Linked DNA regions of Mus musculus: regions 1, 2, 3 and 5 are each linked to region 4. The links are chromatin contacts, called in public promoter capture Hi-C maps. All regions are on one chromosome and are shown on one strand. Each heading gives the region's core, a stretch centred on a gene start, on an enhancer-like site or on the middle of the called end of the contact. The rest is flanking DNA. Distances are from core to core; before and after follow the strand shown. Region 1 holds the start of Tmem120a (transmembrane protein 120A). Region 2 holds the start of Orai2 (ORAI calcium release-activated calcium modulator 2). Region 3 holds the start of Polr2j (polymerase (RNA) II (DNA directed) polypeptide J). Region 4 holds the start of Slc12a9 (solute carrier family 12 (potassium/chloride transporters), member 9). Region 5 holds the start of A430033K04Rik (RIKEN cDNA A430033K04 gene).

What was found. Promoter capture Hi-C pulls out the DNA fragments that hold promoters and counts their contacts.
Region 1: a promoter capture Hi-C map of neutrophils shows a contact between it and region 4, with 4 times the contacts expected there. The contact joins the promoter of Tmem120a here to the promoter of Slc12a9 in region 4. A contact is called at or near these places in 1 of 39 promoter capture datasets (neutrophils) and 1 of 115 datasets of contacts at active chromatin or transcription factors (pancreatic cancer cells).
Region 2: a contact with region 4 is called in a promoter capture Hi-C map of hippocampal neurons, with 5 times the contacts expected there. The contact joins the promoter of Orai2 here to the promoter of Slc12a9 in region 4. A contact is called at or near these places in 2 of 39 promoter capture datasets (the 3T3-L1 cell line and hippocampal neurons) and 1 of 115 datasets of contacts at active chromatin or transcription factors (pancreatic cancer cells).
Region 3: a promoter capture Hi-C map of liver shows a contact between it and region 4, with 3 times the contacts expected there. The contact joins the promoter of Polr2j here to the promoter of Slc12a9 in region 4. A contact is called at or near these places in 2 of 39 promoter capture datasets (hippocampal neurons and liver) and 1 of 115 datasets of contacts at active chromatin or transcription factors (astrocytes).
Region 5: a promoter capture Hi-C map of pre-B cells shows a contact between it and region 4, with 5 times the contacts expected there. The contact joins the promoter of A430033K04Rik here to the promoter of Slc12a9 in region 4. A contact is called at or near these places in 3 of 39 promoter capture datasets (hippocampal neurons, liver and pre-B cells) and 1 of 484 Hi-C or Micro-C datasets (B cells).

The regions. Positions count from the first base shown.
Region 1 is chr5:135,742,834-135,745,533 of GRCm38.p6, reverse strand. Tmem120a (transmembrane protein 120A) reads left to right here and starts at 1,362. Exons shown (of 12, transcript NM_172541.2): 1 at 1,362-1,486. The coding sequence starts at 1,406.
Region 2 is chr5:136,169,308-136,172,007 of GRCm38.p6, reverse strand. It overlaps Orai2 (ORAI calcium release-activated calcium modulator 2), which reads left to right and starts at 1,352. Exons shown (of 3, transcript NM_178751.3): 1 at 1,352-1,470.
Region 3 is chr5:136,115,335-136,118,034 of GRCm38.p6, reverse strand. Polr2j (polymerase (RNA) II (DNA directed) polypeptide J) reads right to left here and starts at 1,344. Exons shown (of 4, transcript NM_011293.2): 1 at 1,230-1,344. The coding sequence starts at 1,282.
Region 4 is chr5:137,332,196-137,334,895 of GRCm38.p6, reverse strand. Slc12a9 (solute carrier family 12 (potassium/chloride transporters), member 9) reads left to right here and starts at 1,314. Exons shown (of 14, transcript NM_031406.3): 1 at 1,314-1,448; 2 at 2,218-2,440; 3 at 2,636-2,700. The coding sequence starts at 2,260.
Region 5 is chr5:138,621,436-138,624,163 of GRCm38.p6, reverse strand. It overlaps A430033K04Rik (RIKEN cDNA A430033K04 gene), which reads right to left and starts at 1,305. Exons shown (of 4, transcript NM_183025.2): 1 at 1,176-1,305. The coding sequence starts at 1,214.

The DNA.
Region 1 (2,700 bases), core at 113-2,612, 1.6 Mb after region 4:
GTGGGCCTGGTACCAGTGAAGGCCAGAGATGGGTATTGGATCGCCAGGGACTGGAGTGACAGATGGTTGTGAACTACTATGTAGACCTAGGCATTGAAGCCAGGTCCTCTGTAAGAGCAGCCAGTGCTCGTAAGCCGAGCTTCTCTCCAGCTTTATTCTAGATGTCTAGGCGTGCCATGGTACCTGTGTGGACGTCAGAGAACACGTTGCTGAAACCGATTCTCTATTTTCACAACGTGGGTCCTGGGATCAAACTGAAGTCACCAGACTTGGCCACAGGCACTCTTACCTGCTGCGCCCCCTCATGGGCCACAAGTCCCAAAAGCTCTTCCTCAGACTCAGAACAAGTCCGGGTGGAGGCGCTTACAAGGGGACTGATGAAGAATGTAGGGTGTGATGTGGGTGGTAGGTAGAGTGAGTGCGTGTCCTTGGCGAGGGTGACCAGGAACTTCTGATTCTTCCGTCTGCACCTTCCAAATGTTTGCATCACTGGCATGCGCCTCTGCATCTGATCCCCCCCGGCCCACCCCCCACCCCACCCCCATCCCCCCGCCAGGGTTTCTATGTGTAGCCTTGGCTGTCCTGGAACTCACTCTGTAGACCAGGCTGGCCTCGAACTCAGAGATCCACCTGCCTATGCCTTCCAAGTACTGGGATTAAAGGCGTGCGCTGCCTTTAACTACTGCCCCGCACTGCATCTGATGTTTTGTGTGGTGCTTGGGTGAATTGCCCTCTGAGCTTCCAGCATGCTGGGCAAGTTCTGTACCGAGTCTGTAACTTGAACCGCACTGGTAAGGCTTCGGAAGTGACACGGTAGGAAGTTTAGGAGAGGCAGCCTAAAAGTTAAGGACGGAGGAGAGCTTGGAGGACTCAGGGCCAGGAAAGGAGTATCTGTAAAAGCTGAGAGACGAAGGCTGTCCCTAGAGAGGCGCAGCTTCTCAAGGACAAAAGTGTATGAAGAGTATGAGGTGGCTCACGCTTCTAATCTCTGCACGCGGCGAGTCAGAGGCAGGGGTATTTCTTGGTTCCAGACCAGGCTGAGCTACATAGTGAGACACTATCTAAAAATTTCAAAGTGTTAGAAGCACGTGTCTCCTTGGTTTGTGAGTGGTCCGAGGAAGCAGACTTCTCGGGTAAAAATGCTGGCCGCCCAGCTCTGGTCTCAATTCGAGGAGACGCCCTGCGGGCCCATGTCCCCGCCCAGCTCTCGTCCCTGGCTCTGATTGGCTGCTCCTAGGGGCGGGGCTCACGCGCAGATTACGCCGGGCCTTTTCCCGTTGGCAGTCACGGCGGCGCGAGCCCGGAAGCGGACGGGGGCGGTGGCGGAGGCTTCTCCGGCCGGCCGGGGTTGCAGCTCCGTCCTCCCCACTCGCGGCTCTCCGCGGCCAGTGGCGTGGACAAAGACATGCAGTCCCCGCCCCCGGACCCGCTGGGCGACTGCCTGCGCAACTGGGAGGATCTGCAGCAGGACTTCCAAGGTATCCAGGTGAGCGTCCCTGCGGCCATCCAAGCCCCGAGCCACGTCTCTGTCTCGGGGACAAGGGTCAGGCAGTACTAGGTCACACATAAGGCAGCTCGGAGGGGTCAGGGGTCGAGACTCTCCCCTACTTTTCTTCTTAAATGTCTGATGGGAGCCCGGATTGCCCGCGCGTCCCCGGCGTGCCTGGGCGGGATCCCTCTGTGCCGGGATATCTCGACTTTGTGCAAAGGCCTTGAAAACTGATCAGGACTCTTCTGTTGCCCCTCCCCCTGCACTGCTACCCGATCTGGGACCCAGTCCCCTTCCTAAAGAGCAGTCACCCGAGGCAGAACCCAACGGGGCCCAGCCTTTTGGGTCAATTACCCTGCAAACTTGCAGCCGGACAACGCCTTCCCCGCCCTTGGCTAACTCTGCTGAACGCCGCAGGGAAGCAAGTTTAGGTAAAATTCGGGCCTGGTTGGGGAAATCTCAGCCATCTGAGACGGAGGGACAGCGCCCACCTAGGGACAAGAAGAGGCCCAGTACATGTGGCTCTTTCTTGTAGGGAGAGGTGGGCGGGGCAGACTGTACCAGGACCTCCTGGATTGGTAGAGCGACCACTGGAAAACCTCCCATCCCAGGATGGTGTTGTTTGTGGCCACTCTGTCTCCATACCAGAGAGAAGGAAACCAATGCTTCCTGGAAGGCTGTCACTGGGCAGAGGTGGCACATGCTAGAGTTTGAGGAGGATGCGGCAGCTTATTTTGGCATGAGAAACAGACCTAAATAGTGGAGCCTGGCCAATAGGAGACTAGGTTAGACCTTTGCCTCTATTGGACTGTTGCCTAGCCTCATGTGTCCAGGTTTCCCCAGAACGCTGGCACTAGAACTCTCCCTAGAGACCTACACAGCTCCATGTCTCCCAGTTTTGCCATCACCACGATGACCTCAGCCCCTGCCTTGATTTCCCCACACTGCCCCTTGCCCTTCGTTTAGGCTGCAACTTGCAAGGCTCACCCACCAGGGCAAAGTACTTGGGGAAGCTTTGGACCAAAGGTGCTTGCAGGAGGGGAGTGGATGGGAGGGACTGGCCTTAGGGCGGGAAGCCTGACGACCTTTAACCTGAGATGAAACGTCAGGAATGCCAGGGTAGAAGGCAGCATGGCTATCCCTGATTTCCATTCTTTCAGGCTGGGTAGGTAGGAGGATCTGAGAAAGGAAGGGGTGAGTTTAGGCAGCCC
Region 2 (2,700 bases), core at 103-2,602, 1.2 Mb after region 4:
AGTCAGCTCCCTGGGATCCTAAGAGGGGGCAGGGGTTGTGGATCCTCCAACCTCCGACCCTCCTTCCAACAGGACAGATACCATGGCTTCCTCCCTTCTAAGGAGGAAGTGAGTCAAACAACAGTAAGGGCTGTTGCCTGTGTTTGGTTAGCAAAGCGGCTCCTAGGCAGACTGGTAATTACAGTTGGCATTTCATTTTTGCCCAGGCATGCCAGATAATTGTGCTGGCGGTGGAGGAACCTCAGTGCCTGGCGCTGGAAAGTCCTACTCCAAAGCTAAGCTTCCTAATAACCGCAAGAAGCAAAAACCCCTTGTTGAAAGAGTGTCATCCATGATGCAATGGCTGGAGTTTACCAAGTGTCTCCTTCCTGTTTTCGTTTACTCAAACTTCAGCTCTGCAGGCGCCAGGCAGTTGCCTTGAGAGTGCGTGGCTCCCGCAGGTTCAGACCCTCTTATGTAGGCACACGTGGAGCCTTATGATGGCCCACGCTGTCAGGAGGGGTCAGCGCCAGGAGGGAGGAGTTGCTTTCACCTATCCTAAGTGAATTGACTTGGCAACCCAAGCGGAAACTGCTAACAGTCACATCTATACACTCCCAGTTGTCAGGAAATTTGGATACGAGTGGAATTTTTCCTTCCTTTGGGTTAATGTGTCACAGTCTGATGCTTTTGCGACAGATGGAAAAATCCTATATAGAGCGTGCAAGCAGAAGCGTACCGGGCAAATAGGGAGCACTCTGAGGGGCCACGAGGCACCCACTGGGGCGCTGAGCGTATACTTAGTGTATACTTCCTGCAGAGCCGTTCCTGTTTGAGTTTCTCAGTTGTAAAACCTCAGTGTTCGCCAGGGCATGCCTCGCCGCAGCGTCCAAACGACCCTTCTCTGCCATCCATGAGGTGCCCAGAGCTCAGCAATGAGAACATGTCCCTTGCATTGTTTGGTTCTCACAGCCTTGCTGGAACCAAGAGCCACCTACCTGCGTGACCACAGTAGAATGGTGTCACTGCACAAGCTGAGAAAACCAGGATATAGCCAGGCTGAGCCTTTCTTGCACGCCTCTACCCACTCTGCAACACTCACACCCTGTCCCCACCTCTCTATGCTGCCCACGACAGATGCTGGGTATCCCCTAGTGTCACTCGCTAGGAGCAGCGCTCTCCCACGCCTGGACCCACCCACCTGGGTCCCACGAGGATGATAGCACTTTGTGAAGTGAAGACCCCTAGATCTTGTAGGAGGGGTCGGTCCCCAACCAGCTATTCAGGTCACGTGGTCCGCGGCAGGGCCCCACGGATGGGTCACGTGACGGCGGCGCAGTGTTGCCTAGGCAGCGGCTGCGGGCGGAAAGAGGGAGGGGGCCGGTCCTCCGCCCTGGCCCGGCCGCCGGGCCACCCGGCCGCGACACAGACGCTAGCCACGAGCCGGAGCCGTGAGCTGGAGCCAAGCGCGCTGAGGGCTGGACAGTCAGGGTGAGTGCTCGGCCGCGGGTGGGCCCGTCCATCCTTGTCTGGGGGGGGGGGGTGTCTGAAGGGGAACAGGAGAGGGTCCCCTCCTAGCTAAGGGGCGCGGGGAAATTGGATCAGGGACACTGGACAGGAGGAGATGGAGCTTCTCCCTGGGCAGGCATGGCGTGGAGAGGAAGGGACAGGCTGATGAGAGGCAGAGGGATGGCCTGGTGACCCCAATCCCTTGACTTCCTTGGTAGAGTGCAGTGTCAGAAGACTTGGATCGCGCGGGGCTGCCAGCTGATTCTCGGGTCCTGCAGTCGCAGGGACTTCCCTAGAGTATAGGACAGGGATGCAGGTGGCTGCTTTTGGCAGGCCACTGCCACCTCTCAGGCGCGTGGGTGACAAGACACAGTTCCCGTGCCCCAGATGTTTAGAGGAAGTTAAAACAGGCAGACTCCATAACCTGCTGCCTGAGACAGTTTCAAACAAACCTGGCAAGAGAAATGCTCGTCTAACAGCCTTGCCGTGGGTTGGCTTTTTTTTTTTTTTTTTAATTTTTTTTGTCAGACCTAATCTTTCTGCTGCTCCTCATTTTAATAATAATAATAATTTTTTTTTTAAAAAAAAGGTTCAGTCTGCCTAGCAATCTTAGAGTTGGTGGGTGCTATCTGACAGACTTATGGGCTCCATCTTGTCTCACCGCCCCCTCTGGCCTGAGCTTGGAATTTGTAGGCCAGACTCTGCTTCTCCCCATGGGGCAAGGGTTGGACCAAGATAGGCCCTCTGAGTATAAGGAATGGACTTGTGACAGAAGCTGGTGATGCCTGCCATCCTGGCACGCAGGAGATTAGGTGAGACAGTCCCAAGTTCCAAGCCACCCTGGGCTACACAGCAAGACCCTGTCTCAAAACAAACCCAAAAATAGAAAGGGGATCAGCGGGAGCTGTGGATGGAACCCCTAGAAAATCTGCCTAGCGTGCAGGAACCCTGGGTTCTAACCCCAGCACCATGCAAAGCAGGTGTGTGATCTCAGCCCTTGCAGCATCCAGAGTTCAAAGCTATGCTTGGTTATATTTTTGGTTGGAGGCTGACCTGGCCTACATAAGGCCCTATCTAAAATAGAAGGAAGGGCCGGGCGTGGTGGCGCACACCTTTAATCCCAGCACTTGGGAGGCAGAGGCAGGCAGATTTCTGAGTTCGAGGCCAGCCTGGTCTACAAAGTGAGTTCCAGAACAGCCAGGGCTACACAGA
Region 3 (2,700 bases), core at 95-2,594, 1.2 Mb after region 4:
CGGCTTGTCCCTTGGCCCATACCCCAGAGTTACTCCCTAGCAACAGTTAATCAAAGATTAGTCTGGTTGCTTCAGATCTACTTTCAGATAGTTTGTGATTGTTCATCTCCCTTCACAGCACCACCTGTCAGCTTACAACAGACATTCAGTTAGATACCTGCCAAGCTCCATACCCCGTCACTCCCACTCCCTAGAAAACCTTGTCCTGGGTTCAAGGCTGCTCTGCCTTCTCTTCCTGTCCTGTTGTGTCAGGGTTGGGTTGGAGGAGAGCCCAAGCCCGAGCTTGTGATAAAGAGACCCTAATGGAAACGGCTCCTTAATGATCTTTTGGGGTTCACAAACGATTCCTAGCACACCTCCATACCTTTTTCCCACTGAGATAGAGACTAAGCTGACTTCCAAGAAGGGGCACACACACGAGAGAAGGGTTACACAAGAGAGAAGGGTTCGTAGCAAACTTTGAGTCATCAAAAGAGTGTATTTGGCTACCATTAAGACAATTACATAAAGCCAGAGCCGGTGGCTCAGGCCGTTAATCCCAGGTAGAAGCAGGTGGATCGCTGAGTTTGAGGCTAGTCTGGTCTGCAAAGCTCGTTCCAAGACAGTCAAGGAGGATACACAGAGAAACCCTACCTCCAAAAGACAATTAGATGCTTAATCTCTAAACCTGTAGCCACTCGAGTGCAAAGTACTTCCCCCTGCTCTCTGAATGCACACAGACCCAACTTGCGTCTGTCTTACTTTCTTAGCGCTCTCTTCCTCTGAACCCTCCTGCTTAAGCCCATATTAAAGTATCTTTAATTAAAAACCCACCAATCCTGCTTCACTAAACCGAAGAGTCCTGAAATTCTTTTTAGCGTGGAGCCACGAACCCGGGTTTGGCCTAAGTCGGGATCCCTGAAAATCTAGGAGAAACCCTCAGGTTGCTGAGGAGTGTAAGAGAGCTGTGTCTCTGTCCCTTCACAGCTGTCATCATGAACCAAGTGTCTGGAGCAAGACACTCCATGTCCCAGAGCCTCCGATTTCCCACTGCAAAATGCATGCACGCGCCAGTGCTTCGCGCCGCTGCCTGAAGCTGGGCAGACTCGCATTGAGCAGCACGGAAGACTCAAAGCAAAGCCCGCCTCCCGCCTCGGTTTCCCCAGACAGGAGCAGTGCGGCGCTCCAGCGGAGCTGACGGCCGGCAGGCTCCTATGCAACCGTCCCCGCCTCCGCCGGCCTCCACTTACTTCTTCTCGCCCTCGAAGAGCAAGAACGACTCGAAGGCCGGAGGAGCGTTCATCCTAGCGCCGCGCTCTCGCTCCCCGACACCAACCCACAGTCTCCTTCCGCCAACAGAGCCCCGAAGCGCGACCACTTCCGGATTTCTCAGCCGCAGCCAATCAGTGTAAGCACCTGGCCCCCGCCCCCTAGCGGCTCGGATGACCTAATGCAGGCGCAGGCAAGGCTGAGGGCGAGCCGTGCGCATGCGTCAGTTTAGAACCCTTGTTCGAGGCGTCCATGCTGAGTGTTTTGGCGCGTGCTCCCGCGCCCGGAGTTGAGCCACCTGTAGCTGGCTCCCCGGTACCGACTGAATGGGACTAAGAGTCTAAGTGGGCTGCTGCTGCAGGACCCCCGGGTGGGCCGACACTGGCGGACTTATGAGGCCTTCTAGATGAGGACCAGTGGAGCAAGAAGGGATGTAAAGGTTGGGGAGGAGCTTGGGGTACCAGCGCATCTTCTCTTGAGCACACAGGTAACTAAAAACACGATGAAAGCTTTGCACCTCGCCATTTTTCAGCGGTCTCTGTAGCAATCTTTTATTTTTCCTATTTTTAAAGATTTTTATTTGCATATCTTGTATGGGCACGTATATGCAGGTGCCTTTGGAGACCAGAAGAGGGTTGGGTCACCTGGAGCTGGAGTTACAGGTGGTTGTGAGCCCCCCCTGCCCCAGTGGGTGCTGGGAACCGAACTCCAGTCCCCTGCAGGAGCAGTAAGACCCTTAACTGCTGAGCCATTTCTCCAGCCTCCCTGATGGCTCATCTTGTCAACCGGATGAAATTTAGAATCATCCTAGAAACAAACCCCTAGGAGGGGCCAGCAAGACAGCCCAGTGGGCAAGGGGGAGTGTGACCAAATCTGATTACCTAAATTCAGTCCCCAGAACCCACGTGGTGGTAGAGAACAGACTTCTCCGACCTCCCTTCACGGTATGCATTTACACATGTGTGCACTCACAATAGAGAATAATAATCATAACCATAATAAAGAACGTTTGGTTGTCTTTGGGATTCTAGACAGATTTGACTGAGGAAGACAGACGTGTATGGCATCATCCTAGAGGCTCAGGAGTCAGACTACAGCTTCCTGGCGCAGATGCAGTGTGCTTGGCTGCCTGGGAATCCTGTTGCTATGACATCTGCATTGTATACCCTTCCTTAAGATGCTTCTGGTTGGTTGTTTTTTTGTTTTTTTTTTTTGGGGGGGGGGTTCGAGACAGGGTTTCTCTGTGTAGCCCTGGCTGTCCTGGAGCTCACTTTGTAGACCAGGCTGGCCTCAAACTCAGAAATCCGACTGCCTCTGCCTCCCGAGTGCTGGGATTAAAGGCATGGACCACCACGCCTGGCTGCTTCTGGTTGTTGTTGTCTTGGTTTTGTTTGTTTTTCAAGACAAGTGTTTCTCTGTGCAACCCTGGCAGTCCTGAAACTTGCTCTGTAG
Region 4 (2,700 bases), core at 65-2,564:
AGGCACGCACGTGGTACACATACATACATGAGACAAAATACTCACATTTAAAAAAAAAATCTAAAGAAAAAAAGCTTCCCATCTTCAGTTCCCTAATCTAATACAACCACAGTAGTAGAACGTGCACTCACAGAATGGTTATGCATATTTAATACAATACCGTGTGAGGGGAAAAATGAATATGTATGTATTGGACTAAAGAGTCAATATGTTAAGGCTTCGTATGTACTATAGCATCACTTAGTGTGCTTGAGGCTCTGTGTTTAATCTCGGGGTGGGTGGGGGCAGTGCTCTTTTAGGAAAATAAATATTTGCATCAGGCTGTGCTGTTACTTATCTGTAATCCCAACACATGGGAGGTATAGGCAGGAGGATCAGAAACACGAAGTCTTCTTCAGCTATGTATTGAAATGGGGCTAGCCCGGTCTACATAAAGAGCGCCCCCACCCATGCCCCCTGCGAGTATACACGGTTAGTTCATCTCTCAACTGCTCTCCTTGAAGGGATGTCTTTTTTAAGTCCCGTTTTATAGATGAGGAAGCGTCGTTGGTAAGACCTGTAAGGGTTGAAGTTGGAGTTTTGGGGTCACAGATAAAGGATTTTTTTTTTCTTTTTTCGAGACAGGGTTTCTCTGTAGCCCTGGCTGTCCTGGAACGCACTCTGTAGACCAGGCTGGCCTTGAACTCAGAAATCCGCCTGCTTCTGCCTCCCAAGTGCTGGGATTAAAGGCATGCGCCACCACTGCCCAGCTCACAGTTACAGGATCTTAGGCACAAAAGCAAGCAGGGTTACCTGCTTATTTACCCGGACCTGAGTCGGGATGGAGGATCACGGCTCCCTCCCGTGGCCGAAGAGAAGAGCGCAGCCTGCGAGCTGAAACTGGACGAGGAGGGGGTCTCCTCTGAATGTGAAAGGGACCAGGCTGGAAGCCCGAGGCACTCTGGGTCTCCCGAGAAGCTGAAATAGTACGACTCCGGCAGGCGCCGACCGACGTCGCTCTCAGTTCCCAGGTGTGTACCTGAGTCAGGTGCCGCGGTTCCGCCCACTCCACTTTTCCGCAGTCGCCACGCGCCCCTTTCAGATATTCCTGGGGGCGTCCTGGAGCTCGGAGTGCAGTCAGACCCTCACCATGGGCATCTGCTAGCATCCTGGCAACGGGGGGCTCTGAGGATCGTGACCCACTACCTTGCAAAAGACACCCGAGACGCACGTGGAACGGTTTGGCTTGCAAGGCAGCGTACGAGAGTGTGGGCGGGGCTTGAGTGTAGACCACACCTTTGAGGCGGGGCTTGAATCGGGACCAATGGGACGCCTTGCTGGGGAGGGCAGGCTCCGGGCCTGACATCCCGGTAGCCCGCTTGCTTTTTCCGGCTCCCTCGCCCCCTCGGTTTATAGCGGAGCCCCACAGGCGCGCTGGGATCACACCGGAGCAGCTTCATTCCTAGGTGGTGAGTGAGCACCCTGCGGCACCCAGATGCAGGGTGCACTTGGCCGGCTGGAGCCAGATGCCTGTCCCCCCCGCCCCCCCCCAGGCATCCAGTTACTGAAGCAAGTGGACAAGAGCGGGTGGGTGGGGGAGGAGGACCCTGGGGATCCTGTGTGGCTGATGCTAGGCTGCCTGCATTTGTGTTTGGACAATTGATGGCTCTGTTTGGATTGATAGAGTTTGGAGGGCTCATTGTAGAGATTAGAAAAATCTGGTCAGGATTGAGATGGGTTGAGGGACAGGGGTGATACAAGGTGGAGCTTTGAGAGCTTTGAAAGTTTCTTATTGCCCATGTGTGAGGTGCTGTATTGAGGGTACTCGACAGGAGCAGCATAGGACTTGGGAGGAGGTGTTTACTGGTAATAGCTAACTTCCCTTTGAGGAGATCTTCTTCCCCTCTTGTTGCCAATTAAGGCGAGACCTATTTGACAAGGGGATCTGTGTCCCTTTCGCAGACTCACTGCTACCCCTAGTTTCAGAGGCACGGAGGATGACACGGTCCCTAAGAACTGAAAGGGACCCTGATTATTTAAACACCAGGGTCCGAGAGTGGGGAAGTTGCTGGGACAGTTTTGAGTTTCTGTGCCCTGTGTGTGTGTGTGTGTGTGTGTGTGTGTGTGTGTATCCTTTGCAACTCTCCTTTTGAGGAAACTGAGTGTTTAATTAGGGTTTTGTTTAGGGAGAGAGGGTCTGTGGTATTGCTATCCAGCCACTAAAACCTCTTTTTACAGGTCTCCTAGCCCTTTTGTGGCTTCCTCTGCTGGCGTTCAGCAATGGCCAGCGAGAGCTCCCCTCTTTTGGCCTACCGGCTTCTGGGGGAAGAGGGGGCTGCCTTCCCTCCCAATGGAGCTGGAGTATCTGGAGTGCCATCATCCCGCAAGCTCTCCACCTTCCTGGGTGTGGTGGTGCCCACGGTTCTGTCCATGTTTAGCATAGTCGTGTTTCTGAGGATTGGTGAGTAGAGGAGGGAATTATTGGGAAGGGGCTAAGGCTAGGGATGGACCCTAGTACATGTGGTCAGATGGAGGGTAAGGCCCCTTGAGGCCTTGTGTGTGGCTCTGCTGTGGGACTGTGCTGGCCAGTGGGATGGGGGGAAGGGGGAGAGGTATATAAGCATCCCTTGTGACCTGCTTTTCTCCCCCTGTGCAGGGTTCGTGGTGGGCCACGCTGGGCTGTTGCAGGCCTTGGCGATGCTACTGGTTGCCTACATCATT
Region 5 (2,728 bases), core at 56-2,555, 1.3 Mb before region 4:
ACTGGACCTCTTGGCAGCCTTATAGGGCCTTGGCACTTCCATCACACTCTTCCACAGTTCACCCCACATTTCAGGTCTACTCAGTATTGCTAAATACTCCAAGAGACCCGAGACGGGACGATTATAAGCATTTCGGTTCAGGCACTTCAGAAACCTACTACCTGGAAAAGACATGGAGGTGGGGATGAGGACATCTCACAGTTCCTATGGGGGAAGTAGACAAAGGTATTCTCATAAATTGTCCTAGCCTAGAGTGGGGGGGGGGGGGTAGGACAGAAGACACAGTCTTTTTAAAACAAGGACTCAGGGGTTTCTTCTCTACTTTACTCTCTTCACACACAAACATCCTCAGGACTAGAGAGACAGCTCAGCAGTTAAGAGCAATTGCTGCTCTTCCAGGGGACCCGGGGCTTGGTTCCCAGCATCCACATGGGGAAACTCACAGCCTGCTGTAACTTCACTTCAGGGGAATCAATCACACGCCATTTTCTGGCACTGCCCTCATTTGGTGCACTCAGACACACACAGACACACACAGACACACACAAACACACTTAAAAATCAATTTTTCTCGTACCTGGAGGAAAACAAAACTTTTTTTTTTTGAAAAAAATATTGGTTTGAGATTACCATAAGGAAAATATATCATTTGGAATAAATGGGAGGCTTTCAAAAGTGCAGCTGCTCTGCAGAGTACCTGTAGTAAGCCCAGGACCATACAAAATGGGTGAAAGGGGAAATTTTCGTGTTGGGAGTGTGGGCGAGGATGTGGAAGAACAGGTAGTAGACTGCAGTGGAGCTGGCTTAGGTTCTGGGTTTGCGACCCTGTTTCCCATTCATTTGTGAAGTTCGGGCTAGGTGGGCCACGGAGAGAACGAAGGGACTGGGGATTCTAGAAAACATAGTTCCTTTAGTGAATGACCGTCACATTCAGAGACTCTCCCCTGATGATCCACCAAGTCCTCGCCACGCATGATCCGGAGCAAACAGGCAGCCAGAGCAGAGCTGCTCAGAAAAGGCGCCAGAACCCTCAGGTAGAAGGACAGGACGCCCAGGCTCCAGCAACCCCGCAGCCCAGGGGATCCAGATCAGCTGCCCAGGAGGCCTCACCGCAGACCCTGCTCTGCCACAGCGCTTCCCGCACTGTCACCTCCGGGCGCCACACGTACACTCACCATGTCCACTTCTGGGAGCCGCTGGCGTCTTCTCACCATCGCCCAGCACTTACAGCGTCACCGCGCCACCGAAGCTGAGCAACAGCTTCCCTAGCAGCATACAGTGATTCCAATATGGAGGGTCCCAGACAAAGGCTGGTTGACAGCCAAAGCCCGCCCCTACCCTCCGTTTGTGTGTCTGATTGGGCACGTCTTGAGGCTAGGGCCTCTGATTGGACAGAGCTTCAGGTTCTCTGTCCTCTGAAAGACAGTAGTTGGCTCCAGCTCACAGCTGAAGGAGCTCAGGTTAACAGGTTCTTAGCTGCAGCTGTTGGGGACTCTGGCTCCTGTCACGTCTCCAAGTTTGGACTTCTATAGGAGGCCTGACCCTCGGTCTTCTCCAGCTATGGGGTAGCCACGAGTCCTGTCGCGTATATGCACAAAGACTTCAGCCTCTGTTAAAACCTTATGCCTTCAGGTCCATACGCGTTGCTTTTAGCCTGCTAAAGTCCTCTCTGGACCACAGCTCACATTTGCTTTTAATTCTATACATAAAGTCATATGTGATTATGAGTTAAGTATGTGTACATGTGTTTAGTCGAATAAACAAATGGGAAGATGTCCGTTTTCAAAATCATCTCAAAATTTCTGAAATCTGCTCTCATTAGCTTTGCCTTCAAAATGGAAAGAGACTTGTAAAAGTTTTCTTATATTCAGATTAAAAATTGCAGGCAAAGTCAACCTTGGTGGCGCGTGCCTGTATGTACTCCTTAGCACTTGAAAGACAGAGTCAGGGAAATCGCAATCTCAAGTTCAGCTTGGCTACAGGATGAGTTTTATGGCACCTTGGGACGCATATCTAAACCCTGACTTGAAATAAATGAATACACGTGATGTTGATTGCAATGACCCATTGCACCTAAAATATCTTTATAATCTGACCAGTGAAAACTTGATGACTTTTATGTGCTATTGGGACAAGATCTTCAAACGTATTTAGATTCTAGCTTGCCTCCACTCAGAACAGCTACAAAATCCTTTTGAGAGCTATGACTTTCCTGGTCTCAGGAAGTAGAAGGGACTGCTCTATACATATTTTTGTAAGCTCAGCAACATCTAATAAGAGGAGATGGAGATCAGTGTCTATTCGGCACCTTTTGTTAGTCAAGTGACTTGTAAGCAGTATCAAGTCCTCGTAACCTGCTTTTCTCTGTAGTCCAGGGAATGATCTGGGGTTTTGAATAAATGTGTTTACTGAGTATATAGCAAGGAAAAAAAGTAAAAGGATAAATTGCATGTCGTTGATTGACAGAACCAGCAGAGTTTACAATACTCAGTAAGGACAGCTGGAGGAACCTGACTAAGAGAGCTAACAGGCTGGAGAAATGGCTTAAGAACGTTTAAAGTTCTGTCCTGAGGACCAGAGTTCAAATCCAGCACTCATATCAGGTGACTCAAAACCATCTGTAACTTCAGTTCCAAGGGATCGTATGCTCTCTTCTGGCCTTCGGGGCACCTTCATGTACATGTCTGCATACACTTACACAAACACATATATGTACACACACACACAC